Regions from separate parts of the Sus scrofa genome. Here regions 1 and 3 are each linked to region 2. A link is a contact called in public HiChIP or PLAC-seq data. All regions are on one chromosome and are shown on one strand. The core of a region is the stretch at or near the end of the contact, and the rest is flanking DNA. Distances in the headings are between cores, read along the strand shown.

Evidence for each region. HiChIP or PLAC-seq counts read pairs in DNA pulled down with a chosen protein or histone mark.
Region 1: an H3K27ac HiChIP or PLAC-seq map of alveolar macrophages shows a contact between it and region 2. The contact joins the promoter of TPM2 here to the promoter of FAM221B in region 2. A contact is called at or near these places in 2 of 2 datasets of contacts at active chromatin or transcription factors (alveolar macrophages and skeletal muscle).
Region 3: an H3K27ac HiChIP or PLAC-seq map of alveolar macrophages shows a contact between it and region 2. The contact joins the promoter of CCDC107 here to the promoter of FAM221B in region 2. A contact is called at or near these places in 2 of 5 promoter capture datasets (fetal liver and liver), 4 of 47 Hi-C or Micro-C datasets (embryonic fibroblasts, heart right ventricle, psoas muscle and 1 more) and 2 of 2 datasets of contacts at active chromatin or transcription factors (alveolar macrophages and skeletal muscle).

Annotation. Positions count from the first base shown.
Region 1 is chr1:236,408,136-236,412,507 of Sscrofa11.1, forward strand. It overlaps TPM2 (tropomyosin 2 (beta)), which reads right to left and starts at 1,481. Exons shown (of 9, transcript NM_001129947.1): 1 at 1,270-1,481; 2 at 714-839. The coding sequence starts at 1,383.
Region 2 is chr1:236,549,569-236,554,059 of Sscrofa11.1, forward strand. It overlaps FAM221B (protein FAM221B), which reads right to left and starts at 1,432. Exons shown (of 7, transcript XM_021065906.1): 1 at 856-1,432. It overlaps TMEM8B (transmembrane protein 8B), which reads left to right and starts at 1,191. Exons shown (of 13, transcript XM_021065841.1): 1 at 1,191-1,320.
Region 3 is chr1:236,377,904-236,382,099 of Sscrofa11.1, forward strand. CCDC107 (coiled-coil domain-containing protein 107) reads left to right here and starts at 2,669. Exons shown (of 6, transcript XM_005660223.3): 1 at 2,669-2,847; 2 at 2,934-3,088. The coding sequence starts at 2,742. LOC106509199 (a long non-coding RNA gene) reads right to left here. Exons shown (of 2, transcript XR_001306517.2): 2 at 2,107-2,408.

The sequences.
Region 1 (4,372 bases), core at 231-2,730, 140 kb before region 2:
TATGGCTGTTCTCCTACCTTAAGGTGGGGGCTGGGAAGAACAGGAGGTAGAGAAGTCTGGTTAGGGGGTGTGAGGTGGGCAGAGAAATCTCAGAGTGAACAGGAGCTGCCAAGGTGGTTGCCTTGGCATTAGTGGCCCTGTCCCTCTGCCCTGTGGCCTGGCATGGTCTCAAGACTGACAGCTTAATGAGGGTAAATGAGGGACCGTTAGAACCTGAGCTGGGGCGCCAGTACACAGCAGGGCCACTGGAGCCAGAGGTCAAGGCCAGGGAATTTCTAATGGCCCCCCAGCAGTGTAACTCAAGTCAAGGCCCATCTGTGGATTCCTCTCCCCTCCTCCTGCCTAACAGCACCTCCACCCACACCCCATACCCCACAAATGTAGCTTCAGTCTCCTCTCCATCTTCAGCTGGAAGATTAGTTGAGGTGGATGGTAAATTCTTGTGCCACCCGCCCCCGCGATGACTCACTGCTTGATCACTGTGCCTTCTAAGAGCTGGAACCAAATGGAATTAAAATGTTGTGTTCTCAGGGGGAAGTGGTAAGTGGTTTTGATTTACCCACTGTCTTGGATTAATTGTGCAAGCTTGCCCTGGCCTGCGTTCCTGAGAGGAAACCGTCTCTGTCCTGATGGTGAAAGTCCCTCTCATCCCCATGTCTGGAACCCCTCCCAAAGCACTGAGTCTCCTACTGTCCCCCCAGGTTCACACTCACGTCGGTGGCCTTCTTTTCAGCCTGCTCCAGTTTCTCCTGGGCATCCTTCACTGATTCGGAATACTTTTCCACCTCATCCTCCGTCCCTTTCAGCTTCTTCTGGAGGGCCTGCTGCTCCTCCTCCAGCTGGGAGAGAGATGCCTCAGTCAGCCAGGCCCAGGCCCAGGCAGGAGGCAGGGGTGTGTGTGAGGGGTACTAAGAGATATATAGAGGCTGACAGAGAGGAAGAGGGATAGCAGAGGAGGGTCAGGGCAGCTAGGGGTGTGGGAGGGAACTGGTGGGAGTAGAGAGAAAGCTTCCAGCCCCAAGGAGCAAGGCCCATCATGGCTCTGTAAAGGGAGGAGTGGAAATTAGGGGACTGGGGCTCCTCGGACGAGGGTGGGTGAGATGAAGTGTAGCTCTGGCTAGGGCCCTGGGGGTACTGTGAAGGCCCAGCCCCCACACTGGATGGTAGCGAGGCTTGGACGGCAGGCCAGAGGCTGGGGAGCACAGAGTGGCACAGGCTGCCCTTGTTGCGGATTGGGGACAGAGGTTACACAGAGCCTGGGACCCCCACCTGCTTGCAGCGGTCTTCAGCCTGCTTCTTGTCAGCCTCCGCCTGCTCAGCACGGTCGATGGCATTCTCCTTGTCCAGCTTTAGCATCTGCATCTTCTTCTTGATGGCATCCATGGTTGCTGTTGGGGACCGGCCGGCCGGCGGGCAGTGTGGACCGGGCGAACGGGACTGGCTGTGCTGACTGGGCGCACGGGTGGCGGACGAGGAGGACCTAGCGGGGCTGGGACGTCCCAGCCGCGCGGGCGCCTAAAAGGCTGGGAGGGACCGGGCGGAGCCGGGGGCCAGGACCCTCCCCCATTGCAGCCCAAACCTTGTAGGGGCAGAAGCACAGCAGGGTTGGGGGGGGCGCGGCCACCCCCTACGCCCACCCCTTCGGAACCGCCCCCTAGGGCTCCGCCTCTCCCTCACCCCATCCCCCCCAGCCGTCGGAAGGGAAAGTAGCTGGACGGTCTGCTGAGAAAGACACTAGCGCTGTGGAAGGGAGGGGACCTTGGGGCAGGGGGCTCCGTGCTTCTTCTGAGTGACAGCCTGGCCCGGTGGCAGCTGCGGCTGGGGCCCCTGAGGCTATTTCAGGGCTTGAGCTCACGGCAGCTGCCCCAAGCGCAGGGACCAAAAGGCCCCCCCTCAACTGCAGCAGCCGCTGCCCTTAATTTAGAAGTTTCCTGTAAATCCCCTCGGATTAAATGTCTCTTGGGAGGCGGGGCTCCTCCGCAGTTTGAGTGCCTCAGTTTACCCCAGTCCCAGATGCTGGGTTTTTGCTACGGACATGGTGGTGATAGTGGAGAGTCTTACCAGAGACTTGGGGAAACTGAGGTAGGAGGCGAGCCCAGAGCCCCGGCAGCCCTTCGGAGCGAGGACCGGCTTGTTGCCCCCGAGGGCGGGCCTGACCTCTCTTCCCCTCGCTTCCCCTTCCAGCCCCTGCCCCTGGAGCCAGGGCCCCTCCTCTACCATCGCCGAGCACGCAGAACCCGGATCCGCGCCCAGCCCGCCCCGCCCCCCACGTGCCCCGCATATTTTCCGCGGCCACTTCTGCCCCGCCGGACCCGCGCTCCCCGCCCCCATCCCCACCCCCACCCGGGACGAGTCGCTCTCCGTCCCCCTCCTCACCCCGCCTCGCGGTCCACCGGCCCCACCGCCCGCCCCCCACTCACCCCCACCCATCCCGATTTCCCCTAGCTTCCCTGTGCGCCCTCCCTTCTCCTTCCATTCTCCTCCCCTTCTCCCTGCGGACTCTCCTCCCTTCCCCTGTGGGCCAACTTTACGCTGAAATTTCTTTTCTGCCCTTTTTTGGGATGTTTCCCGTGGGGAGGCGGGGCCGGAATGGGGCAAGGAAGGCAGGGGCGAGGGCAAGAGTTACGGAGCTGCTGGGCGTCTGGAGCTGGGGGTGAGATGTTCCCTCTGACCGAGGCCGCCAGAAACAGCTCCCGGAGCCGGGAGCCGTGGCCTAGGGTCGGGAAATCGGAGGCACCCGTGCGAGGCTGTTTGTTTTCGCTTTTTCCTTGGGGTGGGGTGAGGGGAGAGGAAGTGGAGAGCCGCCTTGGGGTGGGGGGAGGGGAGACCAGGGTAGGCAGAGGAAGCCTCGCTCCCCAGGGGCAGGGGGGCGGGAGGCCTGGCTTTTGCTGGCTGGGTGGGAACCGTGGGAACCATAGGTCCACGGCCAGGGGAGGTGGGGGCGGAAATGTATTTAGATCTGCTTAGTGGACCGATGCTACACATGGAACAAACTTGACCTCTGTCCCCTCCTCACCCACCTCCCGGTCCACCGGCCCCACCGCCCGCTGGTGTTCACTCCATCTCCCTGTTCTCCCCAAACTCTTGGAAGAGTCTTCCATCCACCCTGTAGCCAGTGCCAGACCTCTCACTTCCCACAGTCCCTTGATCCTGTAGGTTCTGCTCCTACAAATGAGCTTCTTCCACTGAAGTCTCCTCCTCAGGCAGCTCCTTATATTACCTCCTGCCTGGGTCTGTTGTGAACTCCTGACTCCCCCAACTCTCCTCGACCTTGTTACACAAAGATCTTTGAAAAAGTTGGTACAAGTAGGACCCTAAGATGCTCCAAAAGCCCCTCCCTTCGCCCTCCCTCTTTTGCCAGTAAAAGTCACATTTCTTAATATGGTGTATCAGGCCCTTTGTTTTGGCACCTGCCTACCTCTCTAGCCCTACCTCCTTTCAGTTCCAACCTCACTCTCAGCACACAGATTTGTACTTCATGTAGCATTCATACTGAGCTAAGTGCAGGAGCTAGAAATCACCAAGCTTTTCTTAAAAGTTACCACCATTTTTTTTTTTTTAATTCATTTTTGGTCACCAACACTGGATCCTTTAACCCACTGTGCTGGGCTAGGGCTGAACATGAGTCCTGGTGCTGCAGAGACACGGCTGATCTGGTTGTGCCACCATGGGAACACCAAAGCTACCGCTTTATACATTCTGTTATATATCCCTAAAATGCCCTTCCCTTGGCTGATTCCTGGTGGCTGTAAAGACTCAGACCGTGTCAACTTTTCTGAGGAGGCTTCCCTAGCCTCTTCCCTTCCCACCCTCTGCATGTAATAAATGCTTATTCTTGGGGCAAGCTCCTAACAGTCTGTCTCGGCATAGTCCCTGTTATGACTGTTGTTATACCTGTTTGCCTAGTGGTCTGTGAGTTCTCCAGAATGCCAGGGCCTATCTTTTTCTTTTTTTCTTTTTTTTTTTAGGCAAGAAATAGATTTATTAGGATAGGACGCTTGCGAAAGATGCAAGCGGGCAGGCACTGAAGCTCTGCCCCCAGGATCCGTGGGATACAGTTATTATCAGCCAAGGGGAGTGGCTATCTTTTTCAATTCTAAATCCCCAGTGCCTGGCATAGCCTCAAGCATAGCGTTGGCATTTGATAAACATTTGCTAGTGACTTTTTTTGTGCACCAGGTTCAGGATACACAATGATACTCTGTGGATCTAGGGGAACTCATGGTCTGGTGGGGCAATTCTCAAACTTTGGTCCTAGAACCCCTTGACAGTAGGGTTTGAAGATCAAAAAGCTTCTGGTAGAGTGGGTAATATCTGTCAATACTCACCATATTAAAATGGAAACTGGGAGTTCCTGTTGTGGCTTAGCAGG
Region 2 (4,491 bases), core at 182-2,681:
AAACCCAACAATGGCATTCCCTTGCTTAAAAAACACTTAGTGCCTCAGCCTAAGGATTAGGTCCAAATTTCTTGGCCCTGACAGTCAAGGCCTGTCATCATTTGCCACACTGCCCAAGGATTCTAGCCTTAACTTCCCTTGCTCTCTACTTTGTCCCATGCTCCAGAAATAGTACATTTTTTTCTTTCTCTCTTTCTTTCTTCCTTCCTTCCTTCCTTTCTTTCTTTCTTTTCTTTCTTTCTTTCTCCTTCCTTCCTTCCTTCTTTTCCTTTTTGCATTTTAGGGCTGCACCTGTGGCATATGGAGGCTCCCAGCCTAGGGGTCAAATAGGAGCTACAGCCATAGCAATGCCAGATCCGAAACTCGTCTATGGCCTACATCACAGCTCACTGCAAGGCCAGATCCCGGATCCACTGAGCAAGGGCAGGGATCGAAGCCGCATCACCATGGATACTAGTTGGATTTGTTGCTGCTGTGCTACAGAAGCTGCATCCTCATGGATACTAGTTGGATATGTTGCTGCTGTGCTACAACGGAACTCCACATTTATTATTTCTTAAACTCATCAAGGCCTTTCCAAAGGGGAAGTTTGGGTCAGGAGGTAGGATGATGGGGAGGAAGATGGCCAGATATTTAGCAAGAGAAAAATGGGCCAGAGGGTGAAGAACCAAAGGATGGGAGGAGAGGGAAGGAAAAAGAAGGGGAGGAAGGAACTGAGTGGAGAAACGTGGGGGCGGGGGGGGGATAAGGATGAAACACAGGAAATGGGAGGGGGTTGGACTGAGGTGGGAAGAGACAGACAGTATTAGAAGGGAATGAGAGTTTGGAGGAGGGGCCGTTTGAGAGACTACATACCTCTGGGCTTTGTTTCAGCTGTTACAAATCCTTAGATCAGGATCTTGTCTGAAGCTGGGAAAAGAAAATGTTGGCCCCAAGGGAGAGGAGGCACTTGATTGTAGATGAGCCCTGGCTGCGGGTGCTGTGTGGTGAGAGGCCTTGCCTGCAAGTTACGACTTTGGGAGGGAACTTGGACACCTGCGGAAATTCGCAAAGGAGCTGTGGCCAGTTCTGAAGGGTGGGAGGAGGTGGGTCGAGGTGGGTCCAGGCCAGAGGAGGGAGGGTCTTGACTGAAGCCTGTGGAACCCAGGCTGGGGAGTAGTGCATCCGTCACCGTGGCAACCGGAACGCCCAGTAGTCTCCGTGGCAACAGCAGTCTGGCCACCTCACGGGTGGGCGAGGTCTCCTGAGGGGACTGCATTGGATCCAGAGGAGAGAAACCTAGAGGGATCACTTCTTTTAAGAGGGATTCGAGGGATCTCTGTGAGTGTTTTTTCGGGATCTTTTGAGAGTCTCTGGGGAGGGCCTGCAGATATCTCTGGGGAGGTCCGTGGGTGTCTGGGTTTGTGAGGGTTCCTAGAGATGTCTGTAGGATGGTCAGTGGAGGTTATGAAGATCCGATGGGGGCTTCTGGGTTCTTCGGTTGGGGTGAGAAAGAGACTCCGGTAGCTGGGGCTGGGGCGGAGTCTGTGTTCGAACCCAGCAGGGACAAGTTAGAGACCAATGGAGTAGAGCCAGGGGCGGGCTTTAGTAAGAAGGACCAATAGAACTAACCGGGGGGCGGAGCGTCATATGACGTCAGGCAGAGGCCGCCGCCGCGGGGCCTGGTTTTCGCCGGTCCAGCGCAGCCCGGAGTCGCCCAGGCCTGAACTCCTACCCAGGTCCCCGGCCCGGCCCCAGCCGGCCCGACCCCGGCCCCGGGCCCGCGAGGACGCCGCAGGCCATCCCTCCGGGGGTGGGAGCGGAGCCGCGGGTCAGCTCTGCGAGCGCCCGCGCTGGCCTGTCCGGCCCCGCCCCCGCCCCGGGCCATGGCCCAGCCCTTGTCCCGGCCCCTGGTCCCATCCCGGTCCGGTCCTTGGCCCCCGACCCCGCCCTCTCCCCACTTCCCAAATCGGTTCCAGCTCCGGCCTGGGTCCCAGCGAATGCCCAGATCCGGGTCCCAGCTCAGGCCCCCACTCCAGTCCCAGTCCCAGTCCCAGTCCCAATCCCAATCCCAGTCCCTGGCCTGGCTCCCGTCCCAGCCCCTGCACCTGTTTCACCTCCTTTCCCAAATCCCAGCCCAGCCCCTGTCCCAACCCCATTCTCAGTATTTACTGAAGGCGGGGGCCCAATCCCTGCCCTTGGTCCAGTCCCCATCACAGCCCCTCCTTCCACCACATCGCTTACCCTTATACAAGCTCCAGTGCCCAGCCCAGCCCAACTCTTTACCCCAGTCTTTGTCCTCATCTCTGTGTTTACCAAAGTCTCTCCCACTACCTACCACTCTCTCTCATACCCTACCCTTCTCCCAGCCTCGACTCAGGTCTGGGCTCCAGCTGCCATCAGCCTTACTGCTGCTGTTGCTGTTGTCTGTCCTTGGCCCAGGGGCTGGTGAGTGCAGAAGCAGGAAAGACTGAAGCAGGGATGGGGTTTTGGCAGGGAGGGGCTGACTAGAGGGATTCAGGAGAGGTGGGTCCTGGGCACCTAGATCATTGGGGAAGAAGCAGAGAGAAATAGGAAGGAGAGAAGTCTTATGTAACTGAGAGGAATGGTGAGGGTCGAAAGAGTGGTAACTGTGGGCTCGAGGCTCAGCAGGTGGCTTAGAGTCCTGAGGCCAGAGATTCCAAGGTTTTCCTTCTTGGGGTCCATCCTGACTCTACTTCGACTCTTGTTTTTCCAAAAAAGTCTTGAGGGCTTTGCTCCTGCTTATGAAGTTAGATGGGGGAGACACAGTCCCTCAGCAGAGAGCCTCTAGTTCAGTGTGGGAGAATCTGGCTTAAACTTTTGAGGTACTTGGCATATGTTTAAAACGAGTTTTAAAAATAACATGTAAATGGACTTGGGTTAGCTGCCATTATAATGAATTTTCTTCCGGTAATGAGTCTTTTTCCAAATAAGCTTGATTTGCTTAGGAATAATTCTTGACACTTTTAGAGCAGGGCCAAAGCTTGAGACCATTTTACAGGTGAGGAAACTGAGGCTCAGCAAGGGATCAGTTTGCCTGAGGTCTTACAGCTTGTCAGTGGCAATGCTAGGGCTAGAAAAACGTTCCCCAATTCTTGTCCCACACTAGTGTTTTGTTTTGTTTTTTCACTGCAGTTTTATGCCCAATAGGAAAACAGATGCAAGTGCAGAAAGGCTCAAAGCACAACCTGTCCTCTCCCCCTTCTGCCCACAAGGGGGCTTCATCCATAAACTTTCCTCATTTGCTAGTTGTCAGCCCAGGGCCACCATCCAGTGAATGGGAAAGAGAGATATCCAGCTTCCTAGTGAGTGGAATGTGGGAGGAGGAGGGGGGCCTGGCTGTAGGAGATGTGCCATAAAGATGGTCCTATAATAAAGAGTCTTCATGACCCCACCCCCCAGCCGTCGCTGGTGGGGGGCACTTTAGATGGGCTGGAGATGTGCCATAAAGTTGGCCTTATAATAAAGAGTTTTTACAGCCCCACCCTCCAGCCATTCCTGGTGGGTGGCACTTTAGATGGGCTGGAGATGTGCCTGAGGAAGCCTTTGGCCATAACAACTAGCAGCTGGGGATGGGGGCTGTGTTTCCATGAGCTCTGGGGTCCTGGTTCCATTACAGACTTGAGGGGGTCGATGTACACCAAAGGTTGCTGAGTGTACCTGAGGGGTCTGCAGGAATGCTGAGAACGTGCAGTGTGTGTATATGCTTGTGTGTTGGTAAGCGTAGGCTCATGTATGTTGTGTGGGGTGCAGGTGAGCCTGTGTGTCCTTAATGCCTGTTATTGTGTGAGGGGGGGCCACATGGTGTGGCCCAAGCATGTTCCTCTTCAGTTCTCCTGTTCCTTCTGCAGACAGACCATTAAAGTGTCACCTGCCTAGAGGACAGTTCCTTGGTTGGAGGCAGTGTTGGGTGCCTCCCCACAACATATATAAGCAGTCCACCTACCCTCAGCCAGATTCCCTGCAGGAAGGAGCTGTGGAGGGGCTCGGTGTTGATTACCGCTCCTGGCAGATGGGGCACTCAGCAGAGGCAGAAGCCAGGTCAGTGTTTCATTTTGGGTGAGGGGGCATCCATTCTGTGGAGCCCGGTTCACAGCTTCCACCCTTGTCACCCTAGCTTCTTTGTTCATGAACTCATTGAGCAAACCCTGGGCTGATGAGGAGAGGGGGGCGATTGACAGCCACAGAGCTGTAGGAAGTTGAATGATGTGGGTTAAACCATGGTTGTCCAGAAGCAGGTGCAAGTGCTTTAGGAAGACTGTAATGAGTTTTGGAAAAGAGCACTGTCTAAAAGGACTGCCCTGAGTGCTGCCCCTCGTCACTGGCCTGCAGGGGTGCTCTGTGCAGGTGATAGGTTTTGCCTGAAGAGAGGTTAGCAGGGTCACAGGACTGAGATAGAACAGTTGGTCTCAAGAAATCCTTGGGTCTTTTCCCTGGACTTATCTGACTGTGGTTGCATAACCCAGGCATGCCTTGCCATTACAGAAATGA
Region 3 (4,196 bases), core at 1,419-3,918, 170 kb before region 2:
GATTCACTGATGGGATTGGCACATTGGCATATTGTATGTGGAATGGATCATCAACAAGGACCTGCTGTATAGCACAGAGAATTGTAGCCAATATTCTGTAATAACCTATATGGGAAAAACCTGGGGAAAAAAGGATATGTATATGTATAACTGAATCATTTTGCTGTACAGCAGAAATTACTACAATACTGTAAATCAACTATAATTCAATAAAAATTTAAATTAGTGAAAAAAAAAAAAAAAGGATTCACTGAGTGCCTGTTAGCACCAGGTGCTCTGCTAGGCAATAGGAATAACATGGTTAAAAAAAGAGCTATGGCCCCTGCTCTCATGGAATTTACAGTCTAGAGTATTTTCATTTTATAATTGCATTGATTTTAATTAAAACAGATTTTTCCAGCTTTACTGAGACATAATTGACATATAGTAATGACTTGAAGAAAGTAGAATAGCTGCAATAATGCATAAGAAGTTGACCTAAGTGTTCTGTATAGAACATGCACATACAGTGAGTGAGATTTGAAAATTGTGTTGTCTTTGTGCAGAAAGGAGGTGAGTGGCAGGCAGCGGAATATCTGGGAGAAAGATAATATAATCTCAAGTGCCTGGTGAAATAGTAGCTGCTCAAATTAAAATCACAGTTTTAAGCACTTTTCTTGGAATACCCCCATTTATTCATTATAACAACTCTCATTATCTCCATTCCTGAGTGGAAACAGATTAAATAATTTGCCCAAAGTAGGGGAGGCAGGATTATAGCCCAGGTAATCGGAGTTCAAATTAGGCACTTGCCAGGTGGAGGAGGGAAACAGGAAGCCGTTGTGGGAAAGGGGAATCGCTAAAACAAACAAAAAACAGAATTCTGGGCTTTCTATCCTGTTCCACTGATCTATATGTCTGTCTTTGTGCCAGTACCTTATGGTTTTGATGATTGTTGCTTTGTAGTATAGTCTGAAGTCAGGGAGCCTGATTCTTTCAGCTCCATTTTTCTTTCTCAGGCTATCTTTGGCTATTCTGGGTCTTTTGTGCTTCCAAACAAACTTTAAACTATTTTGTTCGAGTTCTGTGAAAAACGTCCTTGGTAATTAGATAGGGATTGCATTGAATCTGTAGATTGCCTTGGGTAGTATAGTCATTTTGATAGCATTGAGTCTTCCAATCCAAGAGCATGATATGTCTTTCCATCTATTTGTGTCATATTTGATTTCTTTCATCAGTGTCTTATTGTTTTCAGAATACAGGTATTTTGTCTCTTTAGGTAGGTTTACTCCTAGGTATTTTATTCTTTTGGATGCAATGGTAAATGGGATTGCTTCCCTAATTTCTTTCTGATCTTTCATTGTTAGTGTATAAAGATGCCGTTGATTTCTGCAACATCTTCTCAGATCCACCTCTTAGAGTAATGTCAGTAAAAACAAAACTAGGAGTTGCCATCGTGGCGCAGTGGTTAACTAAATCCGACTAGGAACCATGAGGTTGCAGGTTCGATCCCTGGCCTTGCTCAGTGGGTTAAGGATCCAGCATTGCTGTGAGCTGTGGTGTAGGCCGGTGGCTACAGCTCCAATTCGACCCCTAGCCTGGGAACCTACATATGCCGCGGGAAGCGGCCCTAGAAAAAGGCAAAAAAAGATTTTTCTCCCATTTGTAAAGACATGGAAACAACCTAGATGTCCATCGACAGAGGAGTGGATCAAGAAGATGGGGTACATATACACAATGGAATATTACTCAGCCATTAAAAGGAACGAAATACTGGCATTTTTAGCAACATGAATGGACCTAGAAATGATCATGCTAAGTGAAGTCAGTCAGACACTGAGACACCAACATCAAATGCTTTCACTGACATGTGGAATCTGAAAAAAGGACAGAATGAACTTCTGTGCAGAACAGATATTGACTCACAGCCTTTGAAAAACTTAAGAGTTTGCAAGGGAGACAGTTGCGGGGGGTGGAGGATGTGCTGGGGTTGTGGGCTGGAAATCCTATAAAAATGGATTGTGACGATCATTGTACAACTATAAATGCAATAAATCCATTGAGCAATAATTTTTTTTTCTTTAAAAAAAATAAATAAATAACCACCTTGTTACCTTCCAGAAAGGATTAAAATCAGCCGTGCTGAGAATGAGCCCCGTGTGGTTGGTGCGCGGAAGCGCACTGCCTGTGTAACTATTTCGGCTGACGGATGACATCCCTGCCACACGCCGCTCGGCGAAATCGCTTCTTAGCGGATTAACCGTGAGGTGCAGGGACAGTCTACGTGCAGGCGCACGTGGCACTCTCTGCCTTAGGTCCGGGGACTTTCCCCTAGGCGTAAATAAGGAACTAGTCCCTCGTTTGTAGCCTAGGAAACAGGCCTTCAGCACGAGCTTCACTGGTGGGTGGGCTCCTGTAACCTTTTATAGCTGGAAGAAAAAATTTATTTTATGATTAGGGTGAGGATGTGGACTAGTGTGGGAAACCACTTTATCGCATACTCTTCTAAGGTTGTAAGCTTCTGGACACTTTCTGGCTAACCGAATCCCTAAATGGAGATAAGAAATGAACTAATTTCTAAAATAAACTAAGCTGGGCTCCCGGTCCTATGCAAATAAATCCTGGCCCCGCCCATACGCTAGGTGGGCGTGACCTTCCAGGGAGGCCCGGAGCGGAACGGGCTCCAGGGCGCGCGTGCGCGTGCGCATGGGCGCGTGCGGCCAACGCCGGCTCCTCCCAGGTTCTCCTGTAGTCCGCCTGCAATGGCTAGCGTGGTCTCGCTAGCGGGTGCGGTGGGGCTGCTACTTATGTCTGCGCTGCCCGAGGTCCTCGGAGACCGCTCCAGCCCCGACCGCCCGGCACACCCAGGTACCACCGAGGTCTGTTAGAGGGAGGCAGGGACTGCCTACCGGCCCCAACCCCCAGCTCTACTGACCCGCCTCTGCCCTCCTCAGGAGACGCCGCCCAGGTCGGCCCCGAGGCCACAGAACTCCGGCGGCGGTCGCCGCCGCCCAAGGATCAGCGCGACCCAGCTCGAGCCGGGGCGTTGCCCTTGGGGGCGCTGTACACCGCGGCCGTCGTGGCTTTTGTGCTGTACAAGTGTTTGCAGGTGCGGGACGACGAGAGGAGGGAGGGGATGCCCGGGTTCTGAATCTCCCGTTGGGTCCCTATGGTACCAAGAACAAGACTCATTTTCCTGTCCATCTGTAAAGTGAAGACCTGAGTCCTCTGGGTTTCCAGCCTTATGAGATTATTTTGAGTAGCTATCGAGGTGAATGGCACTTGATAAATTGTAAATAAATAATGACCATCCCATTTAATCCTCCCATCAATCCAATGTAGGGGTTAGTCACTTGCTCAAGGTCACCCAGAGCTAGTAACTGGTGGAACTGGGACTTGAACCCAGCGACTGTCCATACTACAGTGAGTGCGGTTCCTGGTAAGATTCCAACCTTGGCACGAGCAGCTGATTACTTAGCCAAAGTGTTTTTAGAGTTCGAGGTACCAAGCAGTCTCAAGTTCTTGGGAAGGAGGCTCTGAAATGTGAACTGATAGTACATTTTGGTAGATTCAAACTGTTGAAATGGAACGTAGTACCTCCCAGGGCTCTGACTTTAGCCGTATCACTTAATTGCATTGGGAAATAGAGGGCTGAGCCAATTTGGAGATAGGAAACTAGGAAGGATAGCTAACCATGATTCATAATAAGACTGGACAAGCTAGGATGAGGGCTGGACAAGCTAGGATGAGGGACTGAATATAATGATGAAATTCAACATAGATAGATAATACTTTTTTTTTTCTTTTTTTTTTTTTTGTATTTTCCAGGGCCACACCCTCAGCATATGGAGGTTCCTGGGCTAGGGGTCTAATCGGAGCTGTAGCCTTCAGCCTACGCCAGAGCCGCAGCAACACCAGAACCGCAGCAACCCCAGATCTGAGCTGAGTCTGCGACCTACACCACAGCTCACGGCAATGCCGGATCCTTAACCCACTAAGTGAGGCCAGGGATCGAACCTGCAACCTCATGGTTCCTAGTCAGATTTGCCAATGGCTGAGCCACGAGGGGAACTCCAGATAATAAATTCTATTCTTGGACCCAAATATAGTCTGGAAGAAACATAATTTAACAGCAATTTATTGATTAATGAGGTTCAGTTGTGTGATGTGACAGCCCACTTCCCAAATCAATGCTAGGAAGAAGGTATTTTGTTCTT